Linked DNA regions of Delphinus delphis: region 1 is linked to region 2. A link is a contact called in public Hi-C data. All regions are on one chromosome and are shown on one strand. The core of a region is the stretch at or near the end of the contact, and the rest is flanking DNA. Distances in the headings are between cores, read along the strand shown. Region 1 holds the start of HDDC2 (HD domain containing 2). Region 2 holds the start of HINT3 (histidine triad nucleotide binding protein 3).

Evidence for each region. Hi-C and Micro-C count contacts between places; a contact is called where the count stands out from the background.
Region 1: a Hi-C map of lung shows a contact between it and region 2, with 6 times the contacts expected there. The contact joins the promoter of HDDC2 here to the promoter of HINT3 in region 2. A contact is called at or near these places in 2 of 3 Hi-C or Micro-C datasets (lung and muscle).

Annotation. Positions count from the first base shown.
Region 1 is chr14:36,312,309-36,318,546 of mDelDel1.2, forward strand. It overlaps HDDC2 (HD domain containing 2), which reads left to right and starts at 4,506. Exons shown (of 6, transcript XM_060030542.1): 1 at 4,506-4,633; 2 at 5,858-5,979. The coding sequence starts at 4,562.
Region 2 is chr14:35,744,802-35,751,191 of mDelDel1.2, forward strand. It overlaps HINT3 (histidine triad nucleotide binding protein 3), which reads right to left and starts at 1,807. Exons shown (of 5, transcript XM_060030010.1): 1 at 1,444-1,807. The coding sequence starts at 1,644. LOC132436941 (a long non-coding RNA gene) reads left to right here and starts at 2,018. Exons shown (of 4, transcript XR_009521929.1): 1 at 2,018-2,076; 2 at 2,363-2,493; 3 at 3,260-3,333; 4 at 3,570-4,065.

The DNA of each region.
Region 1 (6,238 bases), core at 3,256-5,755, 570 kb after region 2:
AATGTGCTAGAACAATAGCATTTCTTTTAGTTAGAAGTTAAAAAAAATTTCCAAATTGTTGAAAGCTGCATATTATCAGAATTGCTTTTCTGGCTTTCTTTTAATATAATTTATTCTCTATATTACTTAACTTGGCTGCTGTTTTATAGGAGTAACTATTTTTCTTTATTTAACAGGAAAATGCTACTGCTGAGTACGTACGATAGTATCATTTCTTTTTCTGTGTGCGGAGAAGGATTCTGCTACCTGGTCTAAGACACCTGAAAGGTCACCGTGTAACAGCTCCCAAAACAGTGGCTGGCATCAGGGACCTCTGTGAAATTCACCTGGAACCCTGCCCTATTCCTGATGACGCATGCTGATGGACAGGGGCAAACTGTAACTTCAGTCACTCTAGAGGGATAATAGTTCCAGTCTGTTCCATCTGATAAGGATGGAGTGATAGAGCAGCTGAAGATTCTTGTACAATTATGAAACACTTTAGTCACTGAAGGTGCGCATCAGTGGAGAAGAGTTGGGAGCTTGCCAGAAAACTGGTGTAAGGGATTATTAACTCAGATAATAATTTAAAACAAAACAGTAATGTTGTCTTTCTACATGCAGAACGCCTCCACTCTGTAATCCAGATGTGTCCAGGGGTGACTCTAACACACCCATTAGTGGCGATTATCTTGGCGCCAAACCGTTCTTGCTCAGCTTAAGGTTAACTGTTAAGAAGGCACATCTTTCTCGGCAATGTCCCTGCCACCACCCTCAGCCACCACAGACAGGGTGCACTCTACAGCGGCTCATCTGAGCAGAAAGCCCTCCCTTACCTCTGTCGTTCATGGCTGGTTTTATAGGGGACTGGTGCCCACTCTGACTTTTTTGCTGCACTGCAATACTGCACCACCGGCAAGAAAAGTGGCAAAAGAGAACAAAACCTAATCTCTTTCCCTTGAGCAAATATTCCTTTTGTAATATTCCCCCACTCCTAGACTTACTATCCTACATTTTTCTTCGGGGAGCTGAATTGCTCTGCTTAACCTAGTAACATAACTGATCAAAGCCTTCCTCGAATTCCCCTCATCTTTCCAGAGTCTCTGTGGCCAACCTCCAGAGCCTTTCTACACTACTTTAAAAAGGGGTTACATGTGAAAATTGTGTTTATTTTATTTCCTCACTCATTTTAATATAAATGTAACATCCATTTTCACCAATTATAATTCATCAACAATACGAGGAGTTTAATTTTAAGCATTTTCATTTTGGACCTATAGACTACAGCTTCTTAACTGCAACATTAGTGACATTTGTGCCGGATGATTCTTTGTTGTGGCAGGTTGTTGTGTGCTTTGTGGGAATTTTATTAGCAGCCCTGACATCTGCCTTTTAGATGCACACTCCCCTGCTTTGTGACAACCAGACATGTCTCCAAACATTGCCACATGTTCCTCTGGGGCAAAGTCACCCCGAGATTGAGAGTCGCTGATATAAACCAACTATTAACCTTTTTGTCAATGAAGATATAGCAGGCAGAAGCATCATTTCTTCCTTGGGTGTCTAAAGGAAAAAAAGAAAAGAAAGTAGGTTTTGGTCAGACATGGTCTCTGTTCTTTCATCAGTTCCTAAAAGCATTTTTATAAATGTTTTCTGGGCAAATTTTCTCAGATCAATCCATTGCTATCTGTTCTCTTGCCCAATGCTTTACCTAAATGACAGTATACGAAATCTATTTTATACACAGGATCTCATTTAATTTCCACAGTGATAAGATGTGGTACTCACAGCCAGTTAGCTGGGAAGCAGCAGGGTGTCATGGAAAGGAAGATTTGGAGGAAGACAGGCCAGAGCTTCAATTCTGGCGGCCCTGTTCACTGGCTATGAAAACTTAGAATAGATACATGAATTATGTGTAACTGAATCACTTTGCTGTACACCTGAAACTATCACAACATTGTTAATCAACTATACTCCAATATAAAATAAAAAGTTAAAAAAAAAGAAAGAAAGAAAAGTCAGGCCAGTTCTTCAGCTTCTGTGCCACTCAGTTTTCTCTTGGAAATGTCCGATTACTATCTTGGAGAAATGTTGGGTGAATTAAAATGAGGAGAGATGTGTGACAATATATCTCACTTAGTGGAGGCTTAAGCAGTGATGGCTTTTTGTATTAGAACACCAAGACCAGAGCTTTGTGGACTACCCCACAGCTGCATACTGAAGCAGCTTTCTCAATAGCAGCAGATTTTGCCCCCATTCTGGTCACAGGCCTCTTTAGGGATCTGATAAATAGAAAAGCCCTCAAATGCAACACAATTTCAGGAGATTTCCATATTCCCCAGAAGTGTATATTAAACCCAAGGGATGAATCCCTCTAATGAGAGCCTTCTGATTTCACCTTTTCTTCTAGTTGACTCAGTAAGTGATACAAATTGTTTTCCTTGCCCATTGCTTTAAACTGGCACCCCCTTCTAGGGAAACAAATGGGTTCCAAGTCCCCTGATGTTAGTGGTTGGCCAACAAGGCTTTGAAATAAGCCATTGGTCTGGTAGAGTGCAAACAGGCTTGCTAATTTCCCAGCAATAGACATTTAGCATCAGAGAGAAGTAAACTTTGACGTGTTAAACGCCTCCGATACAGAGGTTGCGTATTACTACAACATAACCCAGTCTAGACTTCACTTCCTATTTCAGTGAGAAAATAGAGGCAGTCAGAAGAGAGCTCCACAATCTCCCACGACCACAACTGCCGTTAATTAGTCACCATATATTCTCCCTTCCTCATGTTTTATGGATGAATGCTCCATATTCCTAAGACCAATCTTTCATCTTGTACCCTAGATTGTATCCTCTTCTATCTACTCAAGGCCGTCATTCCAGTATTTCTCTCCTTTGTCTCCTACAGTACATCATTAATTTTCCCTCTCTACTAGACCACCTCCATCAGTAAACAAAAATACTGTAACATCTCCTGTCTTAAAAAGAAATCTTTCCTCCAGTAGCCCCACTCATTTTAAATGAGCTGCATTTCTCACTCCTGTTCTCTCTGGAACCATCTCCAGGTAGGGTTCTGCTTGCCCCAGCAGACCAAAGCTGCTCTTGTCAAGGTCAGTAGTGACAATGAATTTGCTAAATCCAGTAGTCAAATCTGTCTTTATCTGATATAATGTTGACTTAATTGATCACATTTCTTCCTTCTTGAAGTATTTTCTTCATCTGGCCTCCAGGACACAACCACCTCTTAATCCTCTACTGGCCACTTCTTTCTGGTCTCCCAAACTCTAAACTTTGGTTTGCATGAGACCTGAGGCTTCAGACATCTTTTCTTCATCCACACTTTTCCACCAGGTGGTCTCATCCAGTTGCTTGGTTTTACAAACCATCTTATGTGCTGATGACACAAAGTTGTCACCTTTCCCCTGACCTCCCGATTTATCTCTCTACTAGGATCTCTAATAGGTATCTCAACATGTCCTAAACTAAACTTCTGATTCCTACCCTTCCCCACAACCTACTCTTCTTGCAGTTTTCTCTGGCTCAATACATAGCAACTCCATTCTTTCAGTTGGTCAGGCCAAGATTCGTGGAGTCATCCTTGACTCCTCTCTTTCTCTCGTACCCCATGTCCAATCTGTCACAAATCCTGTTAGTCCTACCTTTAAATTGTACCCCAAATTTAACATCTCACCACCTCCACTACTCGAATCCTGGATTAAACCAAAATCATCTCCCCAAAGAATTACTTCAATAGACTCCTAACTGGTCTTCCAACTTCCTTCCTCCCTATACAGTCTATTCTCCATGTTACCCTCTCTCATTGAGTCCTTCAGTACGCATGTCACTAAGTGCCTTTAAAAACCGGTACCATCGGTTTTTGATAGAATTAGGACAGATAGTTGAGACAGGCCCTGACCAACTTTTGGGGGTTCTTCAGCACTTGAGGTGTCAGGGGGTTGTGATTTCAACATGGAATTGTATTCACTCCCTAGCCATTTATACTAACCTCTAAAGTTCTCTAGCTATGGCTAGCCTCCAATCCTTCCAGTACTTTTGTCACTCTTAACTAATGTCTCCCTTCCAAAGCATCTTCCTTGTGCCTCTGTTAAAATGTTTATAGATTGCTCGCCTTGAAGCAGAGTTCCTTATCTCTCCCTCTAGTCAGAGGTTGAATTGCTAAAAGGCAAGATTTTGGTGCATTAAGGCATAACCTTCCTCCACCTCCACGGCACCCCAACCCCTCTGTCCCTCCCCAAGGAACTGCAATCCCTTTAAAAGTTTGATGGAGTTCAGCTGAGCGGAGTTTAGTAAACAAGTAATGCATACCTAGATGCTCCAAGTACAGTGCCTCTGCCTTGGATGGTGCAATGCCCAACTGCAGCCACTACGGCCAGGAAGGTGGAAGACTGGACAGAACAGTCGGAGAAAACCGGGGTGAGGAAATGGAGGAGGAGTAAGGAGAGGAGGAGAGGGAAGGAGGGGTAGGGAGGAAGAATGGGAGGAGCTTCAGTGGGAGGGGCTTCGGGGGGAGGAGCTTCGAGCGGCGGTCGCGCTGCTGGCTCAGACGTGTCGCGACCGGTGGCCGCATGGCTGCGCCCATCTCGGGCCGCGGGGCCCGGGACCTGCTGCAGTTCCTGCGGCTGGTGGGGCAGCTCAAGGTGAGCGGGCGCCGGGAGGGCCACCTGGGGCCCGGGTCGCGGCTGCGCGGGGAGAGGCCGGGGCCGGCCGCGGGGCGACGAGGCTCCTGCTCCCCACCTGGCCCGAGGCCAGCCCCCTTCCTCAGTTCTCCCGGCCTCTTGGGGTCGACAGAGGAAACCCCTCCGGATGGATGCGGTCGTGCGTCCGGACCGTGGTCGGAGGAAGCAAGTGGCGGAGACTGCGTGGCCGGGCTGCTAGGGCCGACCCCAGGCCGAGAGGAGTCCGAGACGCGCTGTTTCCTGTGTCGGCCTGGCGCTCCGATGGGGCCGGCCCAGGCGGCCTTTCGAGAGGTTTCTGGAGGGGATCCGGCGCGGTGATGTGCTGGTCCCTCTGCCCGCGTCTGCCCCGAGTACTTTTGAGGCTCACGACCCCACAACCGGCCAAGTGGGAAGATCAGAACCCATTGGTCCTGCAGGGTTTAAGTGGAGTGCTTAAAATTTGTCTCACAATTACTTATAGAAATAACAAGACTTTTTTTTTTTTTTAACGGAGGATTTTATGTAGCACACACTGGAGTTACATCCCAGGGGTCCTCCTCCTGCCGGTCCACCCCTGGCCACACGTTTTGCAGAATTTCTCCAAGTTCAAAGCAGATTATCTGTTTCATGCCATTGTTTCTACAGTTCATAAAATTCTTTAGAAATGTGAACTCCCGAGTCTCACAGGATCACATCATGATCTGAGTGAAAGGAAGAGTCATGACTGGTGGGTAGCATGAAGCAGTTAGAAATGCCTTATCCTTTCTGCTTCAGAATTTGGAAGTCTGTTGCTTGTTCACGACGCTTTCACCACAGTGTTTTCTACTTGTGTCTAATGAGTTGTTTGAAGTAAAACTTAACAACTCTTATAGTTAGGAAAGATAAGATACTTTACAGTTTTGTTCTTATGTTTTAAGGACTTGTACATGATCTGTACATCAGTAAATCGGTAACATGGAGTAACTTGGGTTTTGGACTTATGTATACTTGTGAATTATTCCTCCCTCCCTCTCTCTTTCTCATTCTCTGCCCTCACTGGTTTATTTGATTCCAGCAGTTGATCATTTAGGTTAGTTAAGCGTTTTTTAATATGTACTGAAACCATGACCCAGCTTCTGTGCCCTATTCCCTGGACTTCTCTTGAAGAGCACCGTAGATAGTTAAAATACTTATTTTTATCAATTGTTTTCTGTTCATTTTTATCAGAGAGTCCCACGTACTGGCTGGGTATACAGAAATGTCCAGAAGCCAGAGAGCGTATCAGATCACATGTATAGGATGGCAATTATGGCTCTGGTGACCAAAGATGAACATCTTAACAAAGACCGGTAAGCTGTGAACTTTGGTGCCGGTTAGGGTCTGTGGGTATGCATGACTCTTCATGACTGAGGCCTGTGTCAGATTCTTGTAGCTTAGTGTATATGTCAAGAAAAATTACTTGAGGCAACCCATACAGATTCAGGATGTGGGAAGGGGCACTATATGCTGATCACTTCAGTTGTTGTAAACTGTACTCTGGGTTTTCTTCTGGCAAGTGAAAGAGCCTACCTTGGTCTCAAGGAAACTTAAGTGTGATGTGAGGGTTTC
Region 2 (6,390 bases), core at 557-3,056:
CCCTTTCATGTAACTTCTCAACCCCTTTCTTCCAACCCAGCATTAACAGTAGCATTAAACACTGTAGAGTTTCCCTTCACTCTTCAAATAAAGCCAAAACTCCTTAACATGAATTACAGCAGCCTTAATAACTTGGCCCCTTGTCTACCTCTCTAGCTTCACCTTTCACCACTCATCCCCTCAAACTCCATGCTCCAGTTAGACTGAATTTCTGTTCTCCTGTGGCAGAAACCAAACCTCTGAAGGTGCTCTTTACCAGGGGCATCTTCTCTCCTCCTCACCTGACCAATGCCTACTTACTTTTTCGTGTCTCACTTCCTTTGGAAAGCCTTCCCTATCCCTTCAAATCTGGGCCAGGTGCTCCTCCCACGAGCCCTGCAAAATACTGCAGGTGGTAAAACCATCTCATCATACAACAGGGCACTGTTATCAGCTGCCCCTTCTGTCCCTTTAGATTATAAAATCCAGACGGGGACTATCCTTTACCTTGCTCACCAATGAATCTCCAACAGTGCTTAGAAGGAAGTCAATTTACTTTTAACAAATGAATGAATGATTACTACAAAAAACCACAAAGAAGCCCAGAATCTTTGGAGCTGATTCTTTCAAAAGATGTTTCTTGGGCTTCCCTGGTGGCGCAGTGGTTGGGGGTCGGCCTGCCGATGCAAGGGACACGGGCTCCTGCCCTGGTCCGGGAGGATCCCGCGTGCCGCGGAGCGGCTGGGCCCGTAGGCCATGGCTGCTGGGCCTGCGCGTCCGGAGCCTGTGCTCCGCAACGGGAGAGGCCACAGCAGTGAGAGGCCCGCGTACCGCAAAAAAAAAAAAAAAACAAAACAAAGTATGTTTCTTTAAAGGCAAGTCGAGCTGGTGGAAGAAAGTGCCTACCAGATCATCTGTTTTAAAATATCTGGACAAAGTCTTAATGCTCTGAAAATGTCCACATATCCTAACTGATAACACTTCTAAGGAACTGGACCCTTTAGTGCAAATCAGAATCTATTAAGTAATAGTTTGACCTCGGACCCACTCCTGCCAGACTATTTTCAGTCAATCTAACAAACAGGTTTTCACAATTACCATTATCTATTTTCTACTGGTTTCTCTTCAGTACCAGTATTAAGAGTGCGGAATGTAAAAGCAGTGTCTAGAAAGGCGGGGGGAGGGGGGTCCCTTTAATAAAATCAGAGGCCATACATGCTATTGTCCACAAAGTACCTCGGCAGCTGCAGAGAGACTTTACCACTACATTTTCTCCCCCTTAGAATAGCAAAGAGGTGGCTGACACTCCCTGCGCCTAGAGAAGCAAGTCTGTTATTAACACTAGGACACCCAGCCTCCCCTAGTCCCATTTATCAGGACCCTCCCCACCCGATCCACATCAGCGAGGTCCCCTCGCGGAGCCCCCAGGAGCGATCGGGTCCCCGGTCGCGCGTCACCGCCAACCTCACAGTACAGGAGTTCAGTGCTGGGATCCTGCTGCGCCGCGATCCGGCAGAACACGCACTTGCTACTGTAGTTCTCGAGCTCCGGCGACTCTGCGGCGACGGCGGTGGTCTCCGAAGGGGATCCCAGAGGTTCTGCAGCCGCCGCTGCCTCAGAGTCGGCACGTGACTTCTTGAAATCACATTCCTGCTCCTCCGCCATCGCCTCCGCTCCCGCGCCGCCGAGAGCCTCAGGATTCTCAACAGGGCCTACGCAGAGTTAGCCTCCCGCACCTCCTAGATTTTACCTCGAGGCGTCGCCCCTCGCCTGGCGTTGGGGCGGATAGGGAGTTGGGCACGGTCGCTGATCCCGGGCCACGCCAGACCCAAGGCGACTGACTAGCTGCGGAGCCTCAAAGCCAGAGGCTCGCTTGCACGCCGGCTGCCACTAGGGGACGTGCGAGGACGCTACACGGAAGAGTGGTCGGCCGCAGCAGTTGCCCCTCCCTCTGCGTCTCGTTGGTAACTACGCAGGACTTCCGCCAAAACGCAGGCTCGCGCCCCACGTCGCGGTGACGTCACGGGAGCGCCGTGGCCTCGGGGCGGAATGGAACCTGTTGACTGTACTGAACTTCGTTTCCCTGAATCCTGTAATGTAAGGTGCCCCAAGAGTGTATAACGATGTCTTAAAAAAAAGTTTTTAAAGTTTAATTTTTTAAGCTTACGAATTCGTAGGTTTTAAGAGAAAGAACAAAATATCTAGAACTTTGTTTTCAACAAGATCATAGTTGATCCTTTGTGTACGCATTTTCAGCCATGATAATTTTAGGTGCTAAGCTCAAAATGTGAAACTGAATTTCCCATCTGTCTTTAATTGTTGTTGTTGTTAACAGCACCAGCTAGATCAAAACAGCGCGCTTTATCTCATTCTTCATACACAGGTAATGCGGAATCCTGTAGTTTATAGTCTGAAATATTCCGGAACTTTACTGCCAGTGGCTCATTATGCCTCACCTGGATCACTGCGATATCCTTCTAACTAGTTTTCCTCCTTGAGTTTTCTGCCACTCAGGTAAAAACCGTGTGTTACCAACTCAGGTGCTTGGACTCTTAGGAGTCTCAGACTAAACTTTTAAAAGGCCTCTCAGGGCCAGGAAAGCCATGCCAAGGGATTATCACAGATTTTGCCTAACAGATTTGGATGAATTCCTCCCTTTTTGAGGTTCCCCCCACAAAATACCTTAAAACTCTTGCATTTGTTTGGAGGTGGCCTTCCTTATTTATTGGATAAAGTTTTTGGGAACCTCTGAGTTTCCAATTTCTGGAGGGTTCAGGTAGAGAGAAAATATAAATGTTTCAATTCTACTTAGGGGTGTAATTTACCAAACTGCTATAAATCATAATTAGCTTGAGGGGAAGGGTTTCCTTGTATCTGGAGAACACAGAATAAAAGCCAGTAATATCTCAGGTGAGACCGAAAAATTATAACCATATCCATCAGTTTACTCAATCTCATGTAATTAATAGTTTTATAGAGCCATCTGGTTTACCCAGTTCAGCGGTATGATTTGAAAGTTATCAGAAACTTGTACTTGTCAAAAAGCCCTTTCTATGAATCTTCCTGAAATGAAGCATTTTTGTTTTTTTAAACTTATTTTATTAAAGTATAGTTGATTTACAATGTTGTGTTAATTTCTGTTGCACAGCACAGTGATGCAGTTATGCATGTATGTACATTCTTTTTCATATTCTTTTCCATTATAGTTTGTCACAGGAAATTGAATATAGTTTCCTGTGCTATACAGTAGGACCTTGTTTATCCATTCTCTTTATAATAGTTTGCATCTGCTGATCCAGAACTCCCAATCCACCGCTCTCCCACTTGGCAACCGCAAGTCTGTTCTCTATGTCTGTAAGTCTGTTCCTGTTTTGTAGATAAGTTCTTTGTGTCAGATTTTAGATTCCACATATAAGTGATATTATATAGTATTTGTCTTTCTCTTTCTGAATTACTTAGTATGATCGTCTCTAGTTGCATCCATGTTGCTGCAAATGTCATTATTTCATTCTTTTTTATGGCTGAGTAGTATTCTATTGTATATATGTACCATATCTTCTTTATTCATTCATCTGTCAATGAACATTTAGGTCGTTCCGTGTCTTGGCTGTTGTGAATAGTGCTGCTATGGACATAGGGGGAGGCGCACCTGTCCTGACGATGTCCCTGGTGATACCTGCGATTGCTTCGCTCACTTACCTGTTACTTTCAAAAACTTGCTTCCCATTCCCAAACCTTGGACTTGATATAGTTCCCTACCATGGAAGTGGGAGGAGCAAAACAAAGTATTTAAAATTGTCTGGAGTATATGTCCTGGTGTGGGAACAGGCAAAAATATAGGCACTGTGTGTGCACAGACAGAGCTGCTACCAGGTGGGGTTCTGGATAGCTCCCCTGAGGAATAGCAATTTGCGTTGTGTGACAGTAAACTAATTTTAAATTTTATTTGTGAAATGGAGTGCTCTTTTCTAATTTCAAAAGGGCACCATATGGGCCAGTAGCAACCCTGCTTCAGAGCAGGCTCTGGAGTTAGACAGCTGTACAACTTACCATCTGTGAAGACATGGGCTAAGTTTTTTATCTTTCCCTGAGATATATATATATATATATATATCTGAAACACTCTGCTGCACACTTGAAACCAACACCTTGTAAATTAACTACACTTCAATAAAAATAACCATATTGAAAATAATATACAATATGAATGTAAGTCACATTACTGTTATCAGTAGCAAACATTTATTAAGAGCCAACTCTGAACATCATACCATACTAAAACAAGCCTTTATTTGTCTGTGCTTTCCGTATCGCTTACTGATCCATTTCTGTGCTCTCCTTTGCAACCAAACTCCCCCCCAAAAGTTGACTATACTCTTCCGAATCCCTCTCCCCCTCTCCTCTCACACTGTCTCCCATCAAGCTTTCACTGCCATCATCCCGTCCAAACTATGCTGTCAAGTTGACCAATGACCCCCATGTCACCAAATCTAATTGTCTCTTCTCAGTGCTCATCTTTTCAGCAAAAGTTGATTATTATCTTCCTCTTGATAAAACATTTTTTTCCTCTTGTTTTCCAGCACATCACACTTTCAGATTTCCTCCTACTTGATTGGTTGTTCCTTCTGCAGTCTCCTTGGCTGCTTCCACTTCTTCCAAACCTCTCTCATCACTAATGGGCTTTGGTCCTAGGTTTTTCTGTCCGTCCTTCTCTCTCTCCCTCCCACTCACACATAAAAAGCTGTACATATTTAACATATACAATTTGATACTACTCTTCTCTTTAGCTATACTCACTCCTTTGGTGATCTCATGCAGCCCAATATCATCCCATTAGTCAGTGACAGAGGAGAGACCCCAACCCAAGCAGTCTAATGGGAACCTGTGCTCTTAAATCATGGTACTTTGACGTGTACATGTGTTCAGATACGTCTAGTATGAGTCATGTTTATTAAATATACATATGTGAAAAAAAAGAAAAAAATATATACATATGAATTTGTAAGAAAGATACCTGAAAGAATAGATACCAAATATATTTGCATTGTGATCTCTGGATGGGTAAATTATGTCTTGATGTTTTTCTTTCTTTTGGTTTTTCTGTATATTTTACGTCTTCAACAATGAAAATATAGTACTTTTGTCATAAGGAAAACATTTTAACAGATTTTTAAAATTCAGAATTCCAAATAAACTTCATTTCCTTTAATCATTCTCTATTTCATAAATAATCTCATTCCATAAATTTTTGAGTTGTTCAACCCTGATGTCAAGATCCATGAAGCATTTTTAGGCAGATTTCTTGGTGTTTGGGGGAGAGACAGACAGTGGAGCTACTACAACCATATGTCTGATACAGTGCAGTATTTAGTCCATTTTGCAGTGAGGATAGGAAAGTGTGTTGGTGAGTTTGTCTTAATCTCATAAAGTACCATCTCATCAGTAACACCCCTTTTCCACATCCTAAATAGAAATTTCCTGAACACAAATACAAAAACCTTCTCTGGCTTATATTTAGTAAATAGGAGTAACTTTTTGCTGTTTCACTAGTGTCTCAAGAATTTTAGATTTTTCTGAAGGTGAAAAAAAAGCGTGGACACACTTCCCTCTCCTTGAGAAAAACAGTATAAAAGGAAATACTTAAGGCTAGAGTGGCTGTTGCTTGGTACTAAGTACTGCATAATTTTGGCCTCCATCTGTTGGAGTGAGTGAAATGTCTAACAGGCAAAAGAAGGGGAGGAAGGAGTGCTTGTGTGTGGGAAAGGAGGGAAATTTCCGGTTTCCGATTATTAAACTGCCTTATTTAGAGCTCTCTTGGAAGAAATACTGGCAAGTGGCCCAGAGTCCCGACTTGTGACTGTTTGAGCTTTGCTGAAGTACTTTAAGGGAAGTCCTGATGTGTTGTTCTGAAGTGGAAACTGTGTAAATTATTTGTAATGGAGAGAATGATAAAAGAAAAAAAAATCCCATCTCCTTATAGCAACTTTCCCATTCCTGCTGTTTCCCTGGTAAGTTATCTTGTTTACTTACCTACAGAGTATAATGCAGACACTTCTGCTTTTTTTCATAATACTTTCCTGAAAGCCATGTCTTCAAAGCATTGAAAGTAATTTCTACTTTTATCAGAAATAAGATTACACTTAGACTTTGCATTTCTGATAAAGAATTCAGCATAAACAAAGTTTGATGTGACTAACACCTTACCTTTGTCTGGCATTTTGCAATTTTCTAAGGCACTTTCATATATGTAAGTTAATTTGATTCTCATAACAAATCAGAGAAGTAGATTTTATTACCCCTATTGTAGAAATGGAGAAAATGAGACATAGGAAGATGAATCAGCCTACTCACGATCATTTAGTTGGTGGATGATAGAGGGATCCAGACCTTTAGTAGAACCAGACCAGAGGC